Regions from separate parts of the Mus musculus genome. Here region 1 is linked to region 2. The links are chromatin contacts, called in public promoter capture Hi-C maps. All regions are on one chromosome and are shown on one strand. Each heading gives the region's core, a stretch centred on a gene start, on an enhancer-like site or on the middle of the called end of the contact. The rest is flanking DNA. Distances are from core to core; before and after follow the strand shown. Region 1 holds the start of Coa5 (cytochrome C oxidase assembly factor 5). Region 2 holds the start of Fam168b (family with sequence similarity 168, member B).

The links. Promoter capture Hi-C pulls out the DNA fragments that hold promoters and counts their contacts.
Region 1: a contact with region 2 is called in a promoter capture Hi-C map of liver, with 7 times the contacts expected there. The contact joins the promoter of Coa5 here to the promoter of Fam168b in region 2. A contact is called at or near these places in 3 of 39 promoter capture datasets (the C10 cell line, liver and pre-B cells) and 1 of 9 other capture datasets (adipose tissue).

The regions. Positions count from the first base shown.
Region 1 is chr1:37,428,231-37,433,958 of GRCm38.p6, reverse strand. Coa5 (cytochrome C oxidase assembly factor 5) reads left to right here and starts at 3,856. Exons shown (of 3, transcript NM_198006.4): 1 at 3,856-4,090; 2 at 5,534-5,617. The coding sequence starts at 3,992. It overlaps Unc50 (unc-50 homolog), which reads right to left and starts at 3,820. Exons shown (of 6, transcript NM_026123.4): 1 at 3,466-3,820; 2 at 2,383-2,666; 3 at 1,288-1,408. The coding sequence starts at 2,662.
Region 2 is chr1:34,839,032-34,844,888 of GRCm38.p6, reverse strand. It overlaps Fam168b (family with sequence similarity 168, member B), which reads left to right and starts at 1,839. Exons shown (of 7, transcript NM_174997.2): 1 at 1,839-2,061.

The sequences.
Region 1 (5,728 bases), core at 2,607-5,106, 2.6 Mb before region 2:
GTCCATGCTGCTGCACATAAGCACGCCTCTGCAGCTGACCATCCTGAAACAGGGATCAAGTGTCCATAGCTCCCCAAAACATGGCGTGGTGCTGGTTCCTAGGGCACGCTGCAGATGTTGGGGGTAGGGGTATGTCGCAGTTTCTACTTCCAGCTCCTCACAGTTCATGACACCTGTGTTCTCACAAAGAGCACAGTAAGCCAGTTCCTACTTGATCAAACTATGGGGGACAAAAGCCAAATCAGCCCCCGGCCTTGCTCTGTGGCCATGCAGGTCACTGCACTCACGGCAGACACTGTCAACAACTGTTCTTGGAAGTTTACATATTTCCCCCCATGAGTAGCTAGGCAATGAGTATTTGATTTATATTAGCAATATTAATCTTAGGCTAGATTTTAGGAATTTAGACCAATGGTACATAGTAGTTTTTTATTAACTATTCAGTACCCACAGAACCTGTACTTTATTAGTCAAAAGTTACAAAAGAAAATAAAACACTGGTCTCATCAGGTTAAAGCCTTAGCCTTTTTGTTTAAAACAGTAATAGCTACCATATCTAGGTACCAAAGGTCTACCATTCTGCTACCCTAAAACCATCTATGGAATAACTCCAGTTTCTAAATAAGACCACACACATGCCTGTTGCCGTGTGGACATGTCTGAAACGATTGCATTTTCTCTGCTCCCTCCTCAGTCTCCACCTTCTGAAGCCACTTGTTACATCATCACCCTTTGCCCAGGAGGCCAAGCACACAGGAACATTCTCTGAGGGAAGTAACACACTGAACACCAGATCTCTAGTCTACAGCCAACTATGGTTGTTCATTCAACCCCAGACAGAAGCAGGCTGACGGCCTTTGAAGGCCTCTGGATGTAATTTCTTCTCAGCACAGAGGAGACACACTGAAAACAAAACCCCTTTCAAACACCCCTGACTGATGTAAAACTCCAGAGGATAACCTAGATCTAAATGGACCGAAACAATACTGAAGCACTCATGCACCTGGAAATGGTACCCACTGACAAATGTAGAAAACAAAGCTAATCAGAACCATACATATATTATAAAAAATCAGAATTTAGCAGGGTAAACCATTCTGGGATTTGCTACAATGACAGAAAGCACCCATTAGAGTATTTTCTGACCTAGTACAGACACAGGAGCCAAGTTAGAACCATCCTAGCAGTCTGCCCAGCCACTTCAGCTACTCTGTCTTCACTAGTTACTGCCCCTCTGAAGGAAACAGAGGCGGGACAGCATAGAAGGAGCCACTTTACCGTACTTACCACATTAACGTTGAGATCAGAAGGCCAACACCCACACAATCTATAAACACAACCCACAGCAGCAGCTTTATTGTCTCAAAAAATCCCATGTCCAGCACAAAGCCGAATCCTATGGTGGACACTGAAATAAAGAGTTACAAGTCACTGCCAGGCTCAGGTACAAAACAGTCCCTGACTCCCATACACCCACAGTGTAGTAGAGGTGGCACACAGATGATGAAGAAAACCCTCATGACAAGGTACATGCAACTGATGTGGAAAGAGATGTCACCTCTGAATGCAGTAAATGACAGGACACAGGGCACTCAGAACACCAGTGTGGACGGGACGGCACTCAACTTACTCTTAAGTCCAGTTAAATGTGAAAAGCACCTACATACTCCAGTACCCTCTAGTTGACGGGGACTGTTGATGTTCTCCAGTTGGGGTACTGGAGAATCTAAAGGTTCTTTTCCAGTTTGATCAGTACTTTCAGAACTCTTACCCTGGAAGGCTGGGGGTGCAGCTCACTTGCCTGGTAGATTTAAGTCACTGGTTTCTATTCCTGGTCCTACCAACCCCTGCCCCTCCGCTTGACAAAAAACAAAAATAAAAAGATAGCAATCTGCCGGCCTTGCAGATTTGCCTAATTAAGAAATGTAATTCCTATCCTAATATTTCTTGGCACACACTTGGGTTTGGTTCTTATTAGTTTTGTTCTGTTTGTTTTAAAGTCAGCCAGTGTGGCAGAACACGACTGTCAAGCCAGCACTAAGAGACTGAGTTAAGAGCTTCCTGAGTGCCAGGCCAGCCTGGCCTACACATCTAGAAGCTGTTTCAAAAGAGAAGGAATAAACCAACTCTGGGACGAACCCCATGCCCTACTTTCATACACTGGGTACAGTAGTTTACTCTGGCGTGTTACAGCCAGCACTAGGAAGAACTCCACTTTCTTTCTTGCCAGTTTTCTCATGTTTTAGAAAAGACAAACAAATCCCACAGCTTCACACACCCCAAGAGTCTGACCCGCCATACATTATCCCAAAAGATAAAGTTTCCTCTGAAAACCCCAATTTGTTTTTCTACTATACTGCTTGTAAACTGAGACACACTTACCACAGAGCCAGATACTTAAGAGGACTAAGAAGGCAGGGTCATCTCTGGCCCACTGGTCCTTTGTTTGCTTCCGGTAGTGAAAGTTTCTATAAACCCTCTGAGGAGAGGTAAACAGGTAGAGCATCTGCCATGCAGCAAACTCAAAGTCCATCTGCCGAAATCGAAAGAGCCTTCTGAGGTACTTGTAGCGTTTTGCTCCAGCCGTGTGCCTTGCTGCATCCCTGGAATTTAATACTCCATTCCCGTGCATCGAAGAACTCAAGGAAGTACTTGGTAGCATCTTCCTAGATGGAATGAGAACATTTCTCTTAGATGTAATCTTAAATGTAATTATTTGGCTACTAGAACTCCTCGTCAGCGCTATGACGTTTTCTCTTGCCACCTTCAGAAAGGATTAGGGGCCAGAAGCTATAGAGTTGGTTCTGGGGCTTGTCTAGGGGCTGGCCAAGGGTAATGCCATCAAGGCAGTACCACAAACTCCTGTATCACCTGAAACAAGCACTTAACTTCAGTCGATGGTTTCCCAACCTTCACCTCAATCAAGCCTTTGACAGCTGCAGTAGCTCACTACTGATAATGGAGGCCAAGGAAAAAGCAGCACAAGGGGGTGTGCAATGACGTCCTCATTAACACGGGACAATGACCGAACACTGGTTCAAAATTCCGTGTTTGTAATGACCAAGATTTAAAACAAACAAAAAGTTTAATCTAAAAGCAAGGTTACTGAAAAAGTAAGACACACAGTTTATTTGTACAAGTCCATCGGCGATGGCCAGCAAGTCCCTGGTTATTCAGAATGTGACAATAAAAATTACACTCCTTGATGGTTTTACTCCTAGGATGGCTGGGTAGGAGGAATAACAGCGCGAAGGGGCCAGTCCAACTAGTCCGAAGCTAAATGACTGCTGGTCACCGCCCAGCCTACCTGCCCTCCGCGGCGCGGCGCGGCGCCCCGCCCCGCCAGCAGGTCTCCATTACCCCAAGCCTCTGTCAACTAAAAATACAAACGGCCCAGTGACATTTGACTTAAGAACAAGCAACGACAAGGTTTCAGGGTGTGTGTCTCCTTGCAAAATTTCAGACCTGCTTAGAATAGAAAAACGGCTCTAATCCTGCGATTCCCACGTAAGCGGCTGTCTTTGGTTTTACCCAGCAGCTCCACGGCGGGCCTAGGACTCGAGCTGCCGGGCGCCGGCCGGTCCCTCGCCCAGCCGCTGAGACGCCAGGTCGCGAGCTAACCGTGGAAACGGCCGACGGCACGAACGCCACCCTGCGCACACAGAGCAGGCCGCACCTGAAGGCCCTCGAGGCCTCGTCCTGGGCCCGGGACTACCGCCACCTTCCCAGGGCAGCCGAGCCCAGCCGCCGCTGGGGCCACTTCCCTTCCCGCTACGTAGCCCGCACTTGCGGCGCTCTGTATTTACGTTACGGACACGCACTTCCGCCACGCGTGCGCATACCCTGAAGAGTCGCACTCCTGGCGGAAGTTGTTGAGACTTTCTCCCACCCTCGCCGGTAGCTTGCCAGTGGGCGTGTCCCACGCCCTTCCGGGCCGTGCGGGGTGACCGAGGGCCGTGATCCAGTGTGGTGAGGGCGGTGGGTCCCCGCCATGCCCCGGTATTATGAGGACAAGCCGGAGGGCGGCGCGTGTGCGGGCGTGAAGGAGGATCTGGGTGCATGTCTGCTGCAGTCTGCCTGTGTGCTCCAGGTAGCGGATCTGGGTGGCAGAGCTCAGTCAAGACTGGCTCCATGATGGCCTGCGAGGGGAGGTCACGTCGAGGGTAGAGGTCGCGCGTCCGCTCCTGACTTTGGACAGGTCTCTTGAGCTCGCATCCCCAGTTCTTACTGGTGTTAAGTGGGAGATAACTTACTACCCACCTAAGGATTTTGTAAACCTTCAGCCAGCTCTGTTCAGGAAGCGATCCCTGAGTGCTGGCACGCGCCACCAGAGACTCCCACTCTAAGGGCAGCTGCCAAGGCCTGTGCCTGCGCCGCATGGCTACTTGATCTGTGGTGGAGAGTTTTGGTTCCTTGGCTTCTAGAATATGGAAGTATCTCATGGTGTGCCATAGTTTCTCTCTGCCGATCTTTAACCTATCTTAAACCTATAGCATTGCATTCTGGGAGGAATTCAACATAAGCCTTTATACTATGTGCTGCCTTGGGAAACAGGCGAGGAATGAGAAGGGCTCAGAGAAACGTAGGGTATGAACTCAGATGATCACAACGTACCTTCCAGTGGGGGATAGTGAGGAGAAAGGGGAGTGGGGAGAAGGTTCAGAACTTTCTCAAAAATAGACTTCTTAAGATTTTATGACTCTTGGAAAACCAGAAAAGTTGAAACTTCCAGAGGGAACTCAGTATGGTTTTCCCATTACTGACCTTGACCTCAGAAGAGCAAGGCCTCTTGCCCGCTGACTCATCTCTCCAGCCCCTCCACCTTATTACTTGAGATAGCATGTCAGTGGACCTAATTGGCTAGCCTAACCAGATCTGCTTGGCTCCACTCCCATTCTGGGATAAACGACTTCTGCCACCATGCCCAGCTCTTTATGTGGGTGCTGAACTGGGAGCTCTCATGCACAGCAAGCATTTTCTTTACTTAGCCACTTTGCCAGCCCCTCCCTATTAACATTTATATACAGAGTTTAGTACTAACACTAAAAGGTCTTTATTTTAACACATCCAATTCATGGTTCTCATCCATAGGAAGGCTTATACAAACATTGACGATATGTCCTAAAAATCTTAGGCTCTGGGGGCTGGAAAATAGATGGCTCAGTGGTTAAGAGCACTTGTTGCTCTTACAGAGGGTCAGGATTTGGTCCTAGCAGCCATAAGGTGGTGCACAATCATCTATCCTCCAGTTCCTCCTGGTAGCCTCTTTGACATCCATAGGCACCAGGTCTGTATGTAGTGCATGTTTGTACATGCAGGCAAACACTCATAAAATTAAATTTCAAAGCAGACTCAAAATACTTACTTATTTGATAATCTTTACATTTGCTTTTCTTTAATCACCAAGGTTAATAAAAAGGAATTAAGAATTTTCTTAAGTCAACTTTAAAAAAAAAAACTACTTTCAGAAGAACAGTTGTCTGTGCTTTGTGGGACAGTCTTTCAGACATTCACATTGGTTTGTATATCACAGGAAGGAAAATCCCCACGGCAGTGTTTGAAGGAAGGCAACTGTAGAGCTTTGCAGTATTCCTTTTTTGAATGTAAAAGATCAATGGTAAGTGATGAACCATTTCAAAAGCTTATGTTACCTATACATAGAATTAAATGTGAATGATTTAATGGTCATACATCAGTTGTAGTGATATGGTTTGGATAATGGTGTGGG
Region 2 (5,857 bases), core at 590-3,089:
TGTGTATGTAGAGATACAGTTGACTTTTTTTTTCCATATTATTGAGACCTATTTATATGTTCTCGGCTATAACTGGTTCTTATTGGCCTCTGGAAGGTCTCAGAATACTAAAGAGATTAACCTTTTGTGGTGTTTCATTCTTAATCAAGTGCCTTTTAATTTTCCTTAAGGTGATTTCTCCAAAACATTTTCAAAATTTTAATGGAGACTGTTCTCTTTCACTAGTGGGCTCTGAGGACCCCCAGGCTTCAGTGCAAAGCTTTTTAACCTGCTAATCCCACTTCCTTGCCCCTCCAATCAGTGTTCCTCATAGGCATTGTTGGTGGCTTTTGACAAGAGAAGTTCTTTACTCCATATTTAGAAATGAACTTCCCCATGTTCTCTTCTTTTTTGTTTCCACACTTAAAAATGTATGCCTTTTTTAAAAGTTGGAATCTATTCTGGTGCATGAGTTACAGATACAGTCTATACGTTTGTGGTGGCCCCAGTACCAATAATTTAGTGATCCTTCTTCATCCTCAGCTAGTCATGTTTGCTGTGGAAAAAAAATGGTGGGAAAAGCCAGGCATGGTGGCACATGTCCTTAATCCCAGCACTTAAGGGCAGAGGCAGGCAAATCTCTGAGTCTGTGTAGCATACACAGTGTCAGCTCTCAGGCTAGCAGCCAAGACATCAACATGTAGATTTTTTTTTTGAACCTTTAAGATCCAAATAATAGCACCTAGTGATATGAAATATTTTATTAGATGTCAACTTCTCCCAATTGTTTTAGTATACTTCTGGATTTCCCATTACATTCCATTGGTTCATTATTTGTGCACTAGTGAGCTTATCGGCTGCAGCCTTTAAATATGCTTTCATATCTGATAGGAAGCTTAACTGCCCCTTTTTTACTATTCTCTATTCCCAAACATTTCCTAGCATGCATACTTGATGTTGACTTTTCTGTTTTGTGAAGCCAGTGTGGTTTGGGGCTTGCTCTAAGTGCTTGTTATTTCTTAGCTCTGTGACAGATGCAAGCTTACCGGGGTAAAAATCTTTTTGGTGGCCTTGGAACTGAAAGATCAAAAAGAAAAGAGGGTGGAGAGATGCCTCAGTGATTATTTTTCTTCTCTAGACAGAATTTTTCTGCATAGCCTTGGCTGATATCAATCCTTAGACCAAGTTGGCCTCTAACTTAGAGATCCCCCTGCCTCTGCGTCCCAAATGTTGGGGTTAAAGGCTATGTTTGCTGCTTGCTCTTATAGAGCACCTGGGTTCAATTCACAGAATGGTTCATAAACATCTGTAACTCCCTCTTCTGACCTCTGTAGGCGTTAAGCAGGTACTTGGCAGTGAACACACATTCTTGCAGGCGAAACACTCACACACAAAACGAATACATCTTTTTAAAGGGGGGTGGGGAATCCCAGAGATGGCTCAGAGAAGTTTCCATCACCACCGCACGTAGGAAAGCTAGAAATCCCCTGTAACTCCAGCTAGAGAGGATCACATGCCAGCACTCTTGTGAACAACCCCACACACAGCTACACACTTACACGCATATTAAAAATAAAATCTTAGGACTGTGCTCGGTGGCTGTCGCTTTAAGGCCAGTACTCTAGAGGTAGATGCAGGAAGAGCTGTAAATTCAAGGCCATCCTGGTCCAAAACCAAACAAGGACAAAACAGGGGAAATGCTTACAACGGGCCATAACTACTTTCTACAAGGATGTTTGCAGCCCGGTTTTAGCCGGAGCTTGAGCGGAGGCTCGCAGTCTAGGCGCGCGTCCTAGCATCCGGGCATCTCGCGCAAGCCTCTCGGGGCGCGCGCGCGCAGCTGCGTCACGTGCCCGGCGCGCCCCCGGCTGGCGCGCGGCGGGCGGAAGTGAGGTCGTGGGCTGCGGTGTCTGCGCAGCGTCGGCGGGAGCGGGGGCCGCGGCGAGGCTGGCGGGCGGGCGGGAGGCAGCGCGGGCCTAGCGGTCGGCCGCAACCGAGCGTCGTCTGGGCACTGCCCGTCGCCGAGCCCCACGCCGTGCCGGCTCGGGCCGGCGCGCGCCGGTCCCGGAGGCTCAGGCCACCGTGAGTACGGGAAGCATGGGGGCGGCAGCTCGGGGCGGGCGGGCGGGCGCGGGCCGGAAGTGCGGCGCTTTGTGCAGCGCCTGGTCGGGCCGCGCGGGGAGCAGGGGCGCCGCTTTGTCCGCGGCGGGCCGGGGGGCGGGGCGGGAAGGTCGCGGGGCCGCCGCAGACCCGGCGATCCCCCTCTCGCTGGAAAACGTGGGCTTCGGAGGGTACCTTAGCAAAGGAAGGACGTTCCGGGCCGTGGCCCAGGTTCATCTGAAAAAAGAGAAGGACGACCTGCCAGCGCGTCCTCGGCTGGGTGTTCTCTCTCGTGGTATCTCCTGCATTGTCTGAGCTGATTGTTTTAAGCACTCACGTAAACATCTTGGAGTGTTCTGCGTGCAAGGAGGTTTGCTAGTGAAAAGGTTCACATGTGCGCATACACACCTTACATTTAAAAAAAATTTAAAAAAAGAAAAAAAGGTTTGGGCAGTTCCTATGCCTTAAACTCTCCACTTCGCCTTGTGTAAGATGAGATGATTTTCTGTAGTATGACAAGATTTTAAATTAGAGTAGTTCTGGTGCAAGTAATTAGGACGGCCTTTAAAACTTCGGTAGGTCAAAGGCTAATGAGTGGTTTTCCCTTTGACAGCCAAGATTTGAGAAATCTAGGCCACCTTTCCTAATGCCGAAGCTACTGTGGTGGAAATCGTTGAAGGGCTTGCTTTCTTTAGTCTTTGTATAAAGCTGGCTCATTTTTTTTTTTTCGGTAGTGTCTGTAGTTTACTCGTGCAGCATTTTTGGAATGTTTTGACATGTGAGAAAAGCTTTACGGGTGTTAAAATTAATTGTAACCAGAACCAAATGAAAGTTAAGGTCTAGTAGGCGGGGGCTTCAGGGTTTTGAGTTGCTTGTCTCTGCATTCACCTAGGAGGTGTTGAGAAGCGGTTGATAGAATTGCCCTTCTCCTGACCTCCTGCCCCTAAGGGTGGAAGTGACCGTCTGTATAAGGCCAGTGCCTGGAACCCAGGAAGGAGGAGGAAACCGCTGGCTGCTGTTACTGGACTTTTCTCCAGTCTCAGATTGGTTTGGGCTAGCTCTACACCTGCCTTTCTGTCCATTTTAATGTTAGACAGAGATGAGAAGAAGAAGAAAAAAAATGCATGTTAAAAATAATTTTCGAAGGTCCTATGGTTTAAGGGAGTTGTCTTCCTAGCTTGTCTTATAGACGGTTAATTTTTATGGCCCAGCTGAGAACAGTTTCGAAGCATGAATGTGTTAGTGTCTCAGTAGTGATGCCTGGCTTCTGTCTGTGTTCTGTAGTTTTGTTTGTTTGAGATCAGACTTCTCTACAGAAAAGCCCGACGTTGTCTGGGAAGGGCACAGACAGCAGTGAATGCTGAATTTGGTGGACTAGAGAGTTTTCTTGCAAGACTACTCTCCTTGCTATCAGACATAAGGAAAACTTTCCAATGCTGATATTTTTCTAATCAATCTGTAATTTACTTATTTAAGCATCTATCTCTGGGATAGAGACAGTTACAGCACCATGAAATTCGTGTTGATATGAAACACTAGTAAGACCTTTAAAATGTTGCAGTTACCACTTCAGCTCAACACTAGTGTTTATGTTTTAAAACTCAAACTATGGACTAGAGCTATGGCTGGGCAGTTGAGAGTGCTCCGTGGTCATGCAGAACCTCCAGTTCTTCTCCCAGCACTGTTTTAGGCAGCTCACAACTCCCTGTAACCCGGGTCCAAAGGATCTGACACACACACACAGCATTCACTCACAGGACACAAGCATAAATATAAATAATAAAAAACTATCCTGAGAACCTTAATCGGGAGGGTCTATTTTGTAATTATATCTTTTTCCCTCCTGGATCTGAGGACTGAACCTGGGGCCTTAAGTACTCTACCATTGAGCTAAATCTCTAGCCTCATTAAACACAAATTCTTTTTAAAAAAGAAAGACAGACAGACAGACAGACCTCTCATTTTAACGATGTGCTTGTGATGTTGCTGTTACTGTTGAGGGATTTGTGCAGTCTTTATGGGTACGGTTGGATGGTTTGTTCTGATGCAGGCATCAAACCACCCACAGCATTCCCACAGTTGAGTAAGTTCAAATGAGAATCCTAGGAACTCTGGCCCTGCAGTCAATGTGGATGCTTTGTCCACACCAGCTCAGAGTAAGGATTGGTGGCTGCTGTGTGACCAGTGGCACAAGAAAACCAGGTGCTGCTCCAGGTGTCTCTTTGCTTATTTGTTATGCAGGCATAAAAGTATGGGTGGGAGGGACGACACTCTTTGCAGCCATGTTCCTCACATACTGAAGTAAAGTTTACAGTATTTGCCCTTTTTAAGGAAGTACTTTAAAGTGTAGGTATTCCCATTGCTACATCCTTTTGTAGTCTAACAGTTTACATATTGACATATTGTCTCGGGGCTGTACTACTGTGAACAGACACCTTGACCAAGGCATGTTTTATAAAGGACATTTCATTGGGGCTGGCTTACAGGTTCAGACGTTCAGTCCATTATCTTCAAGGTGTGAGCAGGGCAGGATCCAGGCAGGCATGGTGCAGGAGGAGCTGAGAGTTCTACATCTTCATCTGAAGGCTGCTAGTGAAGACTGGTTGATGTCCAGGCTACTTGGTTGAGGGCTTTAGGTCCACACCCACAGTGACACACCTACTCCAATAAGGCCACACCTCCTAATATATATACAAATGGTCACACATATAAACACAGTACTATTACCATAAATAACAAACTCTGCGTGTGTTCACTTTTGTTCTATATTACTAAAATATGTTTTTTACAGATATAAATCATAATCTAAACAAAATCCACCTACTGCCTTTAGAGTAAATCTAATTGTGGAACATCGTCCCCTGTGTTCCTAATATCTAAGAATAGACGTTTGTTCTTGAGAATGCCCCTCCTTGTGGGTTTGTGTGGTTTGCCTCCTAAGTCTCCTTCCATTTGTTCCTCAGACGCCTGGACTTTGCTGTTAACTGGACATTAGGTGCTGGCTCCATTTGACACTTGCAGCAGTGTCTTGGCTGGTACATAGTAGCTGACTTCTGTCATGTGAGAGTACAGAGAATGTCAGGGGTTATTTAATGCAGTGATAAGTTTATGTTTTACATCTGCTAATCAGGTGTGCTTTGGTAATTCTGAGCTAGACTTTAAATGGCTTAAGTTAAAGTTTGTCATTGGGCTTGCAGTCTTTGAAGGGAATCTCAGCATAGAATAAATAATTCAAGGAGGGTGTTTGTATTTGGACACAGAACCGATGGTGTCATGGGTTTCCTTCCAGCACACTGAGGTGGTTGACCAGATGATTGAAAGGGGAACTGTACTGTTTCCTTTTCTCAGTCCTACACTGTTCTTACCTCTCTCTCGGAGCTGAGGTGGAAGCGAGGGCTTCACGTTAATCACATCAGGAAACGCTCGTCATTGGCCTCTGGAGTGGTCTGACGTCCCTAAAGGCCGCTTGTCCTGCTTGGCTGTGGCAGCGCTACCACGTTTCTCCTCACTGCCACCCCTCTCTTGGGAGGAGCTCCTTCAGAGCTTGCTTTCTGCGCTCAAAGCGTCCATTTCTCCTTCAGCCCTTACCATGCTTTGTCTCAAGCCAGCACTATTCATGATTCTTCTTACCTACTGTCTTAGTCAGGGTTTCTATTCCTGCACAAACATCAGGACCAAGAAACATGTTGGGGAGGAAAGGGTTTATTCGCCTTACACTTCCATACTGCTGTTCATCACCAAGGAAGCCAGGACTGGAACTCAAGCAGGTCAGGAAGCA